Regions from separate parts of the Mus musculus genome. Here region 2 is linked to region 1. The links are chromatin contacts, called in public HiChIP or PLAC-seq maps. All regions are on one chromosome and are shown on one strand. Each heading gives the region's core, a stretch centred on a gene start, on an enhancer-like site or on the middle of the called end of the contact. The rest is flanking DNA. Distances are from core to core; before and after follow the strand shown.

Region 1 (7,240 bases), core at 55-2,554:
GGCCGCCAACTATTCGAGAAGCCAGAGGCCTTGCCCCACACTCTGCAAACAGAAAAGGCTGGGATAGAAAGAAAAAGTGCCGAGTGCAGAGGGAGGGCTGGGGTAGACAGCTCATCTCTATTATTCTTAATATAAATAGGGGGACAGGAAGATAACTATATTGGTTACTTTCGCCTGTGCACCTGCGGAGAGCAGGGACCATGTCTATGGGGTCGATGGAGCTCTAATGCCCATCCCACTGTACAAATCAAAGTGCCCAGGCATGTTGGGTTTGAGAACAGACTGATGAATAGGCAGGTGTATGGGAAAGTGAGTGAAGGAACCCTGTGCAATGTTTATCACTTGGCTCTAATGTACTGCCCACCCCTTAGTCTCTTGAAGCCACTAAGAGTTTGCATCTTTGCAACCAGTAATAATGCCACTTAGAGGCATCCTTCTTCAGAAGGAAGGGGCAGAGAGTGGCAGAAGTGAAGTAGAGAGACCATCGGCCCAGCACAGGGGCTGATGGGACACATGATGGAGACAGCAAAGGACTCTATTTAAGCAGGTTGTATCTGCAAAGGAGCCCAACAGAAAGGCAAGGGCACCCCCAACCCAACTCATATGCACACACACAGGAACCTGAGTGAGCCCCTCCATACAGCAATTCCGCACTCGGGAGAACTGAAAGATTCCCTCCCTCTCACCACCAACTTCCTGATCACAGGATGTGACTCACCAGAACATTTGAGAGAAACAATTCGGCCAGAAGGACAGTTAGCGCTGCAAAATAGGGGTGTTCCTAAGATGCTGGGTGGTGCCACATAAAGGCCACGTATACCCAAGGGTATGGGGAGTGGTCAGGGGGTCCCTCACAGTTTTACTTTGCCTTCTTAAGACAGTATATCATGGGGCCCAAGCTGGCCCCAAACTCACTCTCTAGCCAAGAATGGTCTGACCTTGCCACGGCTTCCCAAGTGCTAGGGTTACAGGCCTTTACCACCACAATCGTCCTAGCTCTGTGGTTCTTAAAGCCATCCTGTAGTCCCAACCTTAAGATGCCACCATTTTTACTGTTTTCTCCCACCCTTCACAAACAACCGGGTCCATCCCAGGACAGCAGCCTGCCCATTCCACCCCAGCATCCAGAGGGAAACAGAAAGCCTTCACAGTCCTGGAAGATCTGCTTGGATAGGATCCATATTTACCACAGAGAACTGACAGATGAGAAAGTCCAGCTGTTTCCATTGCTCTGAGTAAATAGGTGCTCATGAATGGCCATGGTGTTGTGAATGAAAAGAGCCCTCCACCCAGGCCTCCTCCAGGCCGGGCCTCTTCTCTGTCCCAGGCCCTTTATCCAGGGCCTGCATAGACATTCTTTTCTTCTTGTGTTCCTTCCTGCCCCTTAGCATAAAACCCAACTGCCTTTTTTGATCTTACATTCTTGCCTTGCCCTTCCCATCTCTTCCCTCCCTCCGACAACTCACTCCCTGGCTTCTGCTTTCCTAACCCTGTAGCCCTTCTGCCCTCCTGGAGGACTTGGGAATTCCACAAAGAAAAAGGGACAGCTGGGGTCCGTCACTCTGCCTCCAGTGCATTTCTAAGAGTGGAGCTGAGGCTTCTGCCTGCCCACACCCTCGAGGCTTCAGGCAGTTTGAAGGAGCCTAAGCCGGACAAAGACCTCCCAGCTTGTGCTGCCTGGGGTATAGTGAGAGGTGTGGTCCATTCTGAGACTCTTTCTTTGGGATGCTCTCATTTGCTTTTCTGCTGAGACAGAAGAATTATGCAAGTCAAGCATAGCCACATGGGTCCCCTGACCTGGTATCGTGAGCCTGGCCCCAGATTGGCTGTTTATTGGTCATACTGCCTTGGATAAGGCTGTTTAACCTCGCTGAGCCTCAGTTTCCCTACCTTTAAAAGTGAACTATGGTTTGAATACAAAATGACCCACCAAAAGTTCACCGGCAGGGTGCCTGGCCCTCAGCCCGTGGCACTGTTTTTAGACGTTCTGGCGATTTTAAGCAGTAGAGCCTACCTAGAGGAAGCGGGTCACTGGAGGCGTGTCCTTGAGAATTATAGCTTATCCTAAGCCCAGAACCCTCCCTCTTCTGTCCACATAAGCAGCCTCCTCCTGTACCCTTTCCTGTCGCCATGATGCTCTGACCTAGCACAGGGAGCCAAGCAATCACTGGCTGAACCATCTACAATTGTGAAGCAAAGAAGCTTTTCTTCCCTTACACTGCCTTTCACGACGTATTTGGTCAAAGCAACATAAAGCCAACAGAGGGGGTGGAAGGGGACCATTCTGAATCCTGTCCCAGGAACTAACAATCTTGGGAGGAGGGTGGTTTTGGCTTTGGTTTTAGGCTCTGTGTGTGTGTGTGTGTGTGTGTGTGTGTGTGTGTTTGCTTCCTTGCTTGCTTGTTTGTTTGTTTATTTGTTTTGAGATAGTTTCCTGAATCCCAGGCTAACCTCAAACTCTATTGTGATGAGCTTGCTGACGCTCCTGCCTCTACCTCCTGCTTAGAATTTAAGCAACAACACCTCACAGTTTATTCAGTTAAGGATTGAACCCAGGGCTTTATATGCTAGGCAAGCACTCTACAGCCTCAGAGTTACATGCCAAGCCTTGCATTTCTCGTGTGAGATAAATACCATATAACAGGGCATGTGACCCAGGTTTGTTGCCTCTGACTGGGAAATGTTCTTCTCTGCCCACACCCTCACCATCAGGCTCCCCTGCAGGAAGATCTTTCTAGCCTGCCCACCACTCACCTAACCCACAGAAGCCCTACCTGGGTTTCCATGACTCCTCTACAAGGCCTCCCGGTCTAGCAGAGAGTTGAGCAAACTCCTGGGATCTGTTGAGCTTGATGTCAGACAGATTCACGGCCTTGTGTTGAGTAAGCCTGGGCAGAAGAAGAGAAAACAGGAGGAAGTCGGCTTCCAACTAAGGCATGAGTGAGGTCAGGAGGTCAGAACCACACTGTGCGTGAGACAGACGCGACAGCACTGTGAATGGGCCAGAGCATGAAGGCGATTTCTGAAGGCATAGTCCCAACTCCAGCCCCCCCCCCCCACATGCCATCCAGCCCTGCAAGTCTGGTTGTTACCTGATATGCCCAAGACTCTTGCAGATGTGCATGCCCAGGGCGGGGCTCCAGCCCTCGTGGCAGACCAGGAGCCAGTCTGGCCGAGCTCTTACTTGTACTTGAAGCAGAAGATCCTCTCCATTTATTCTGAAAGATACTAAAACCCTCATGTGAAAACCCTCCTGCCGCCCAGTCCAGAGGAGCTGGACACGTGGGTCACCCCAGGTCTGCTTCCCTGCTCCCCTGGGTGTCTGGTCAGTTCTGAAAACAAAACCTACCTTGTTGTAGATATTTCAGTCCCGTGTTTTGACCGTGCACTTTAAAAGGTGCTCTGAGGCAAGTGAGATGACTCAGCAGATAAAGACACTTGTTGTCAACCTTGACAACCTGGACTGAGCCCCCACAGCCCAGGTGATCGAAAGAAAGCCAACAAATTGTCCTCTGACACCCACATTCATTCAGTGGCAGATGCACACAAGCACACACACACAAAGTAAAAAAAAAAAAAAAAAAAAAAAAAAAAAGGGGGGTGTCCTGCCATACTCTTAACCACAACAGCCCTACAAGAAGGCAGTTACCTCCCTCAACAGAGCAGATATAGAGGCACAAAGGTGAAGGCAACCATAAGATCAACAAGGGATGGAACCAGGACATAAGCCAAAAATTATGACAATAATATTTAATATTTATAAACTACTTTTCCCCCGTGTTGTTATAGATTCTCTCTCTCAATCTCTTTCTCTCCCTCCCTCCCTCCCTTCCTCCCTCCTCCCTCCCCTCTCCTTCAGTCAGTGTAACTGTGTTTGGAGACAGAGTCTTGAATAAGATAATTAAGATTAAACAAAGGGCCTTGTTCTACAGCTTCATTGACAAAATGCTTCCCTAGCATGCACATAGTCCTGGATTTAATTCCCAGTGCTGGGTGTGGTGGAACCTGCCTGTAATCCCTACACTCTGGAGGTAGAGGCAGGAGGATCCTGCATTCAAGCCCATCCTCGGCTTGAATACTGAGTTAGAGGCCAGCTTGGATGCATTATACACTTAAAGATGAAATGAGGACCTGGGGTGCTGGTCCAGGTGGGCCAGTGTCCTTATAGGAGACATCAGCTCATTCATTCTTTCCTTCCCCACTTCCCAGAACAGAAGATACTATAGGAGGATTCTGTGGGGAGCCAGGAACCAAGCTACCGGCTCTTTGTAACTGGATGTCTAGCATCCACTCTGTGAGAAAATAAACACACACACCCTGCCCTGTCTGTAGTGCTTTGTTATGGCAGGCCAGATGACAGATACAAAAGCTCACAACTAAGCTTCTTTTATGAGTTTTCATGCTTTCTTGCTACAAGTGTACGCAGTAAATACTTTTCATTTTCACTGTGCATAGAAAGAAATAGAAGCTCAAAGAAATAATGTACCCAAGGCCATGCATCTAGCAAAAAAATATGAGAAAACCCCAGGCTTGATCTAACTTCTGTAACTCTTTCTAGCATCCAGTCTTTGGACAGCATTGTACTCTGTGAACCCCACCTCTTACCTGGAAGAATGGACAGTGGAGGCAGTCAGGAGACAATATGGAGTGATGTCCCCAGATGTTCTAGTGGCCCTGTTGTTCACACACTGCCACCCCGTACCACTAGCTCCTCTCCCCCCAACCCCTCATTGCTAGCTCACACTACCCCAAATGACAAGCTTCCATTTCTCTACTGGCCTGGCCTCCTAACCACACACCAGCTAAAGGTTAGAGGACTCCTCAGGGGAGCCTGCAAACCCTAAATCCGAGCTCAGTGCTGCAGAGCTCAGCTCCTTGTCCTCTAGAGACAAGGAGCTGAGCCCCATTCCAGTAGAGGAAGAGACAGATGGGTGATTGCAAACTGCTGGTCCTTCATTTCGGTCCTGAAGCAGTAAAGGGCCCTAAGCTAGAGCAAGACTGCATCCTGTAGCTTTGAGGACAGTGCCCACCTGTTTTGGGAAGAGATGGAAGGAGCTCTTCCTCACGGCTCACTCCTGGACAGTTCAAAGTCATCTCCTCCTCCTGCAACGTCCCAGAGATGGATGGAGAGGCAGCTGGCCATAGATACAACACTTGAAGAAAGTGCAGAGAAAGTCACAGAGAGACTGGGAATGGGGAGGAACATTCTCCAGAAAGGCTCAACGTGCCTAGGAAGTCAGTACTGCAGTAGGGGTAGGCCTGCCTCCTAAAGAGTCTCTACCAGCCACATTGCCTATAGACAGACCTCAATTAATCAGTAAGAGGGGCACAGGACTGTCTGTTAGATTATCCTGTGTTTCTATTTGTCTGTCTGTCTCTCAATAAAAACAATTTCTACCAAAACCATGGATCATCCACACAGTGACAGGACTGTAAGGCTAAGCTGTTCTCTCTATGACCCTTAAATCCCTCCATTCCATGGGTAAGCCCTTTTCTGTCTGGCTGTCTTCACAGCACAGATGACAGAGAAGCTTATCCATCTACACATAGTGCCTTTTCAGCACCTTCTTCTGTCTCCAGGCTCCCCCCAGATCCTGTCTTCCCCTCAGACAGAAGGGCCCAGCACTGACCTAAGAGCCATGAAGCAATGCCTGCTCCAGCCAGAAGCCCCAGGACGCCCAGTATAACACAGCCACGTTGCAGGCAGCACCAGCGTTGGGACTGAGAAACTATGAGGGAAGAAGAGAGCTGTCTGGGTTGTCTCCTCCTGCCAGCAAGCTTTACTCAACCTTGAGGTTCTAACAGGAGCCTGCCCCCAAGGGATAGAGCCTGGCTATGGTCTCTGAAACCCAGACCCCACTCGGTCTTAAAGTGGGAAACAGCAAGTGAGGGATAAAAAAATGAGATGCCCCTCATCCTCACACTGATCCAAGAAGAGCATAAGGGATGGAGGAAGAGCATCCTTTGCCGATCCCATCCTGTCCCTCCCTAGTAGCCAGCCAGTGTGACTTACTGGATTGCCTCTGGTCTCCCAACTCCATTCTGAAGATCCCAGGCCCAGCACCCTCTTCCGTGCACCGAATCTCCATTGGGCTTTGGTCATCCAGTGTTGGACTCTGGAGAAATAGTGGTTGAAGATCCAGCAGCCCCACACCAGGGCTGCCAAGAGAAGACTATGCTCTCACCAAATTCCCATGTCTAATCTCAGCCCTGCCCCCAAGGTTATCTCTAAGTCTCTATTTAGCTTGGAGATGCCTGTCCAGGCCCTTTCTGCTCTCCTAACCCCTAACCCATTCACTTCGCTCTCATCCAGCTGCAACAGCCAGGAGAAAACTGGAATCCAGATTGCTCCACTGCAGAGCTCATGTTCTCCATTAACCATGCTCTCTTCTTGGCTCCTGTGAGCATCCAAAAGGTCACCCCCTGAGGCATGCCAATGTCCTGCTCTAGATACCTCCATTCCTTCCTGTCTCAGAAGAAGAGGATGGATATACACACACATGCACACACACACGCACATCAATCATTCCCCAAAAGTATTTGGCCAAAGTTCATAAGCCACCATAGAAGATTTGCTAAGTAATTCAGTATCAACCATCATTCCTCAAAGAATTCTCATTCTTTTCCCAAACACAAGTCACGGTACACGTCAAATTACCACAAAGAGTTCAAGTAAAAGCACCAATGGCATTCAAAAGATTGAGGTGGTTTTTCTCCAAGACAATCAAGGAAGGCTTCTAGAGGGGACAGTCTCTAAAGCAGGGTCCTCTTCAGTGAGTGTGGCTTGCATTGGTTTATTTCTGTCAGGCATTGTGTGGTCTGGGCAAAAGATATTGATGAAGCAAAGATGGGGTGGTTAAGAAAGAAAGGAGCACGATAGTTCACATGCACACCAGAAGATCCTGACCCATGATGAGCAATGAAATAGCATAACTGCAAACACTGAAATGTTCATAACTAGGTCTTCATCTATCCTGTGAACTTAAATAACTCAGACAACCACTCCAAACTTTAATCATTTATCATCCATAAAATAAGAGTGATAACTCCTGCCTCCCAGTGATTAAACTCCCATCCTAGTGTCTACTAGTTGTAGATGGTATAGGGTGGTCAACCCAATCCTCAGGAAAGGATTAGGTCACTGGCCTGGCCCATAGTCTCCATGTTGTAAAGCCTGCGTAATCTTTCTAAGATGCGATTATGAAGATGGTGGTCCAATCTTCAAAGTATCCAGTGAATC
Region 2 (6,879 bases), core at 1,435-3,934, 420 kb before region 1:
GTGAGTATTGCTCTCTTCACCCCCATCCCTGCAGGTACCTTTCCACCCGGTGCGACTCCTCTGCCTACGGTGATAACTCAGCTCTGGCAATGGAGAGTCACCTTGGGGGATTTTTTTAGTAAGCAAAGGGAAAAAGGAATAGACACAGGGCCTCTCAGGGCAGACAAGAGAAGAGCTTTGCTTTGGCTAGGACACCCTGCAGACAGCTGTCCTGAGGCTGCTTTGTATACTTGTGGTATGATTCCCAGCAGGTCAGACCAAAGCCGATATTTGGAAAAGCCAAAGGAATTTACCAAGGGAAAAAAAATCTCGGCCCTGTCTGCAGGGTCATGTAAAATGGTTTGAGGCGTTGTGTTTTTACCCTTTATTTTAGTTGGACTTAAGCTCTGAAATTAGAGAGTGCAGCCTGTAGCTTTCACTATGTCTGTAAGTGCATAGACCCCTCATAAATATTTGTGGGGAAGTTAACGGTGCCTGCTCACAGATGGGCCGCACAAATTACTTAACACTTCACAAGTGATGCTTGCTGATCTCTGCTCTAAAATCAAATGGTGAGCCTACTCCCGCTGCATAACCATCGTAAAGAAAATAACAAAGATTACAGCATTTATCAAGCTCTGCTTTGCTTACCCTGGGCGGGCCTCACCGACCCAGCTGGGCCTTTGTCACATTGGGGGAGCCTGGTTTTTTCCTCTCAATTCTCTTTACTGTGCTATACTTTAGTTCTTTGAATCTGGAGGAGTGGAACAGGTCCACTCTTTGGAAACTTGAACCTGGCTTTCTAGTAGGGGGAGGGTAAGGCTGCGGGGTGAGGGTGACAACGTGAGACATTAAATGAATAATGTCTGGGGTGATGTCCCCACAAGCCCAGAGCAGCACACAGCAGCATGGCCCTGCCTAGATGGCTTTATTCTCCATAATATTGCAGAAGCCCCCATGGATTGGACTCAGCCTCAATCTCTCTTCCCATCATTTTGAATAAGAATCCTCCCTACCATCTCAATCCAAGCTATGCCCTGTGGCCTCGGAAGCAGCCTGCCAGCAGCTCCAGTCTCTGCTCTGACCTTCGACCTGTGACCTCATGACCACAGAGGAGTCTCTTCGGAATCCCCAAATCTCAGATTTCTTATCTCCAAAACTAAAGATAGACTCCCCTTTATGGTATGCATATTTGTAAAGAAGAAAGAAAGAAAGAAAGAAAGAAAGAAAGAAAGAAAGAAAGAAAGAAAGAAAGAAAGAAAGAAGGAAAGAAGGAAGGAAGGAAGGAAGGAAGGAAGGAAGGAAGGAAGGAAGGAAAGAAAGAAAGAAAGAAAGAAAGAAAGAAAGAAAGAAAGAAAGAAAGAAAGAAATGAAAAGTACACAAAATATAATGTCCAGCATTTAGTAACTGGATTTAACCAAAAAAGTATTTGGGGATATCTTATCTCTTGCTGCATGAGTCCTTTGTAAGCAAAAAAAAAAAAGATTATCTTTGATAAGCTCTCCAAAATATTTATATTAATATTGATAAATTGGGGCAATAGGAATGAGTGACTGACGCACTGTCTCTGATACATATGTGTGTGTGTATATACACACACACATATATATATATATATGTCTCTGATACATACGTGTGTGTATATATATATATACATACACACACTGATATGCATAATTTGTACTTTTGGGTATGTGAGTTTTATGTCCTTTCTGGCCCTCACCATTTAGTGCCCTTTCCAACCTTCATGTTTCCATAGCAACCTGGCCTCTTCCTGTCCTTCCAACCACAGACCTGTCTAGTGAGTACAGAGCCGGCTGCTCTGGGCAGCGCCTCTGCTCTGCTCGCAGTAGCACAGTCTACAGTGTGACTGCATGGAGGCTCCCAGCCTTGAGTGGTTTCTAAGCATGCTGTCTGTTTAGCCAAGAAAGCAAATGGAGTCGCCTCCAAAAGAATAAGGGGTGGCTGTTTGTGCTTGTGGAGACCTTTCCATATTGACATTTGTGTTTAAAACAGAAAAGAATTGGGAAAACATGGGGGGGGAGCAAAGTATGGCAACTCCTTCCCACAGTTTTACTGTTCATGCCTCATGGGATTGTGCTCGTACACACACACACACACACACACACACACACACACACACACACAGAGAGAGAGAGAGAGAGAGAGAGAGAGAGAGAGAGAGAGAGAGAGAGAGAGAGCGCAATATAATAAAGTGAGGAAGGCCTGGGAGCAAGAGGAAACCAGAGGAAGTGGAGAGAGCTGCTCAGAGAAAAGGAGAAGGACCTGTGCCCCTGACAACATGGCAGCCCGTGTCTCACAACAGAGCCTGTAGCTCTGTCCCCCTTCATTCTGGTCCCCCGAACACTTGGTGCTAGAAAAATAATAGAACAATGCCACCTCCTAGGCTGCTGGGTTGGAAGGGCTAGACGTCCTCTCCAGACAGTAGGATCCAAGGGACAAGAGCATCCCCCTAGACTAGCCTGAAAACCTGGCTGAGTCCGAGCTGCAGGCATCCAGGCTGGCCTTAATGATGTGAGGCCACATGGGTGCTGGGGGCCTAAGGCCCTCGGCTAGGCAACAAGAGCCTTTGCACTGTGACTGTGTATATTACAGCACTTGAGGCTGGAGGCCAGGGAGAGCTGGTCCTGCCTCCCACCAAGCAGCAGTCAGCTAAGGCAGGTGATGACGGGTCTACGGAGTTCAGCTCCCACACCCTGGCTAAGGCCTCCCATACATAATTAAAGAGGGGAGAACCGTGCTTCCTGGTTGTGTATACTGCATGGAATGGTTTTTTTTGTTGTTGTTGTTTTCCTCCTGTGGTAGACAGCTACGGGGGCTGCTTTCTCAGTGGTCCTCTGTGTGTGGCTGCAATGACTTTCAGTTCCTGATGCCTTTGTGGTTTGGTTTTGTGAGAGGAACAAGCATGACAATAAGCTGGGCTCATTTGCACGGGTTGGAGGGTTTTCTTGTTTGTTTGTGGTGTATTTGCATTTGAAAGAGGAATTCTTCTAACTACTCCCCTCTACCACAGTGGCTCCGCCCTCCCCCCCTCCCCCCTCCCCCCGCCCCCATCCCTCCTGCTATATAAGTCCCAGGAAATAGGAGAAAGCTACAGGACCCATTTGCACAACCCTGTCCTGTTTGAGACACCGCTTTGCATCTTTGGTCTTGTCTGTCAATGAAACACAATCTTGGCTCCAGACTTCTCCTGAAGAGGAATGAAATATTTCTCCCCTGACGGGTGTTTCGGTTTTTATATTTCTTCAGACATTTCTACCCACAGATAAGATGCTTAGTTGTGAAATCTGAGCAGGAGGTTGGAGTCTGTTTTATTTGAACCACTTGACTACTGACCCAAATCATAAGTCCCAGAGGACAGTGAGATAAAGCATAGGGTATCCCGATTGGCAGCAGCCTGAGTTAGCAGGAATGTATTAGTCACCATAGGATCAAGATGCAGAGGATGTGAGCCACCGTGCAAAGGAAGCCGAGTAGCTGGGGTCATGTAGAACTCCGTCAGTCAGTCAGACAACACGGGTGAAATTAAATAATATCTCCTACAGAGGTGTAGTTGTGTGTATGTGTGTTTCTGAGTGTATATGTATGTGTGTGTGTGTGTGTGTGTGTGTGTGTGTGGTGTATATGTGTGTGTGTGTGTATATCTATGTGTGGTAATAATCTGTTTATAACCATAGGTGAAGGAAGTTTTCATAAAGCGTATCAAGAGAAACTACTTGTCACATATAAGCCCTTCCAGGCTTGCTTGGGAAGAACCTGTGTCATGATAGACCATAAGACCGTGCATTCTGTCAGCTCACAGTGGGACAGGGATATGACACTCACAGCTAAAGCGCTTCTCGCTCATTCAACAGAAGCATGCTTTCAAAAGATGTCTTGACCTTACATCTTTTCCCTTTTCTCTTAACCTCAACTGTCAAAAGCTAGAACTTCCTTCCCCCAACACCCAGGCCTGTGAAAGTTACAATTAGGAAACTTAAGACTCTTAGGGTCGGTCATTCAGTCACAAACTGTAATGTGGGGTAAAGCACATGGCAAAAGGAACATAGGTGAACTGAAACCCTGGTTTACACCGTAAACCTCGAGATCCTGTCTTATCCATGTAGTCTTGGCAACTCTGAAGGCAGCATTGGATCCATGAGTAGTCAAGTGTGTGGTTAATGCCACCCTCTGTGTGCTGGACCAGGGCTGGTTCCTGCTATTTGGTATTAATGCAGCCGTAGCCTCAGTTGCCAAGAAGGTGCTTAGTCCTTTACCTCTGTGGCCTTCTCCGTTTCTGTGTGCCTTGACTCTGTGGAGTCCCATAGGGTGTTAAGAACATCACGAGTGTGCCATAAGGAAGTGGAATTAGACCCTCCAAGCTGTCCCTTTCTGGCCAGAATCTACCCAGGGTCCTTCAGTCATCTCCCTCTCCTATTTGACCAGGACAAACACGGAATGACTCTCACTAATTAAACACAATCTATTATTCTTTCAGGACCCTTCCCTGATGACCTAAGGCTCACTGCCATCACTTCCCCCAAGGATGCTGAGACCGGTCCAGTTTCTGTGAATAAATAATTTGCTGTTGTTTTTCTTTCCCTTTAACAGGCTCTGGGATTGACCTTGATTGGCATCTGGGCCTTGATGGAAACACCCCCTCATTTTAAAAGTGTTCATGCTCCTTGGTGTGGTATTAATATGCAATGTTGCAACTGTATCTAATGCTTACTGGTGTTGTTAACTAAATGCGCTATATAGTTTGTGATTCTCCTCTTTCTGGGCAATATGTCTGCCCTCCCGATGTTTCCTATATAAGCTGCTAATTTAATTTGGTTTCTCCTTTTATTTAGTCTGTGATTTTGTTGTTGGTTTTTTTCTCCCTGCCCATTGTTTACATCAGTTTTTAATTTTTTTGTATTTTTCATGTGACCTCCTCCACTTTCCTTTCAACCAATCATGTGCGTGCGTATCATGTGACTTTGTCATGTGGCTTGCATGGTGCTGATGATGTCGTCCACGCTGGTGAACAGAAGGTAAAAGCTCTTTGTTCTGATTAGAGGAATAAACCTGGAGCCACAGCCTGGCACGAATTTTCTCCCTGTCTCCAATAGATACAGCAAAGACATTTGAAAGATTTGCTCTTGCCATCAATTCATGTCTAGAATTCAACAGTCCTTGCAACCTTGACATGGCAATTTGATAACTTGACAGCCTTTAGTTTAATATTTTTCCCTCAAGAAATCTGGTCATACCAACTGCCCTCTCAGTAAAGCCATGTTAGTCACAGCACAGTGGGGGAACTTGAATTTTTAACAGACCTTCATAAACATTATTTCCCAGAAATATGCTTTGAAAATTAGCCTCTTTGCTTAATTGTGTATCCAGTAGCTCCATCAACTACAATTTCTGCAAAATGTGTTACAACCCCTTTGGAAATATTTTGCAACCTTGAAATGCTCCAGGAAGAGAGAGAGATCCGTGCAAAGGTTGCTCTCCTGTAAAACCCGAGAGTGCTTCACGAGATTTGCATAAATGGAGGACTTTTCTGAAGTGAGAATTTGGATTGATGACTGAGGTGTCACTTCCCCAAAGTGGCCCTCCCCCAAGCAGGGGGCACAAATCAAGCAAAAGTCACTTGGCAATTAACAGTGACTGGAAGTCTCCGTGTAATCAAGAAGCACATGATTGACCCTACAGAAAAGGAAATAAAATTATAGCCTGATGAAGCGCAGAACGGTGACGAAATAATTAGTTAATATTGCGCCTGTCACAACCTTGTTAAAGCATTTCTCACTCACCATCAAGAGAGAAGGAGGCGTCGGCTCTCAGCTTCCCCCACTGAACTCAGACCTGTTCAGAGCCTCCCCTGGGAGTCACAGGCATTCTGTTCTCTCCTAACTAAAGTGTTACTTCGCATCACACCCTAAAGACACATACAGGCTGCAGTGATCACGTAGCCAGACTAACACCAATAACCACCCAGTGTGCTTGCGCATGCAAGAGCCTCCCCTCCATTTGACCTCACCTCTGACCTCATTTCTCTGAGAATTGATTGGGCGACATCCACAGAGTCAAAATCACAGTAGCTTGTCTTGCATGGTCTTTGTTCCTGGTCTGAGTCACACTCCCTGTATTTGTTACCTTGTGTGTATCCCCTCTCCTCCTCCCTCCATTCACAGTCACTGAGGACTTCCTCTTTGTAGCTGTGGCAACATGACCCTAAAGCCAGTCCCATTTACACCCAGACTCCTGGACTTGCAGAGGAGGCACCTTCATCTCCAACAATGACTTGTCTCATATTTTACGTGGTATGCAACGAAATAGAAAAGTCCCAAAAACCTTGCAAGCCACAGTAATAATTTGATCTATGTTAAAAGTTGGTATTGAATCTGTCAGTCTTTGGAAAGAGAATATTGGAAGTTTAAGATTACTAAATCTTAAAGATTTTGGGACTCCCTGCCCCAAATATATTGACTTTTCTCTCCTTTAAGTTGGCTTCCAGCAGGGGTAGACATCTTTCAGAGTCATGGTGACTGCTAAATGGTTAGTGGTCTAGAAAAATAGCCCCTGGGACTTCCCTGTAGGATGCTAAGTGTATGCAGATGTTGAAGTTTGAATTTGAAATTTGATGAGATTTTTAAAAACAAATTTGGCTATTGCAGTGCACTGCTGTGATTCAGGATAAAGTGGAGCACAGCATTGAAACTAAGAAATTTGTTCACTCCTGAAGAGAGGTCCATCTTCAGGAGTGGTCAACAAAACCCAAAAAAGGGAGGAGGGATAAGAGAAGTTAGCGCAAGTAAAATTTATAGAATAAGAGAGTGAAGCTTTTTAAGGGCAGCTCCCACCTCCCTCCCCTGGTCATTAGTAAGGATTTAAGTGACTTGGGCCTGATT

What was found. HiChIP or PLAC-seq counts read pairs in DNA pulled down with a chosen protein or histone mark.
Region 2: a contact with region 1 is called in an H3K27ac HiChIP or PLAC-seq map of embryonic stem cells, with 2.7 times the contacts expected there. The contact joins two enhancer-like sites. A contact is called at or near these places in 1 of 115 datasets of contacts at active chromatin or transcription factors (embryonic stem cells) and 1 of 9 other capture datasets (liver).

Annotation. Positions count from the first base shown.
Region 1 is chr9:49,104,990-49,112,229 of GRCm38.p6, reverse strand. It overlaps Tmprss5 (transmembrane protease, serine 5 (spinesin)), which reads right to left. Exons shown (of 13, transcript NM_001359460.1): 2 at 6,014-6,116; 3 at 5,631-5,729; 4 at 5,031-5,153; 5 at 3,093-3,228; 6 at 2,775-2,888; 7 at 719-762; 8 at 1-42. Among named protein-coding and RNA genes, the nearest start is that of Tmprss5, 5.9 kb to the right of the region's middle. Within about 2 kb of position 1,304, at least 30 of the 459 cell types and tissues checked have an H3K27ac peak or open chromatin away from gene starts, as enhancers often do. A contact at or near this core is called in embryonic stem cells, where this site is marked.
Region 2 is chr9:49,530,111-49,536,989 of GRCm38.p6, reverse strand. All of the region lies in intron 13 of Ncam1 (neural cell adhesion molecule 1), which reads left to right. The region is part of intron 2 of Gm11149 (predicted gene 11149); the gene reads right to left. Among named protein-coding and RNA genes, the nearest start is that of Gm11149, 15 kb to the right of the region's middle. Within about 2 kb of position 2,684, at least 66 of the 459 cell types and tissues checked have an H3K27ac peak or open chromatin away from gene starts, as enhancers often do. A contact at or near this core is called in embryonic stem cells, where this site is marked.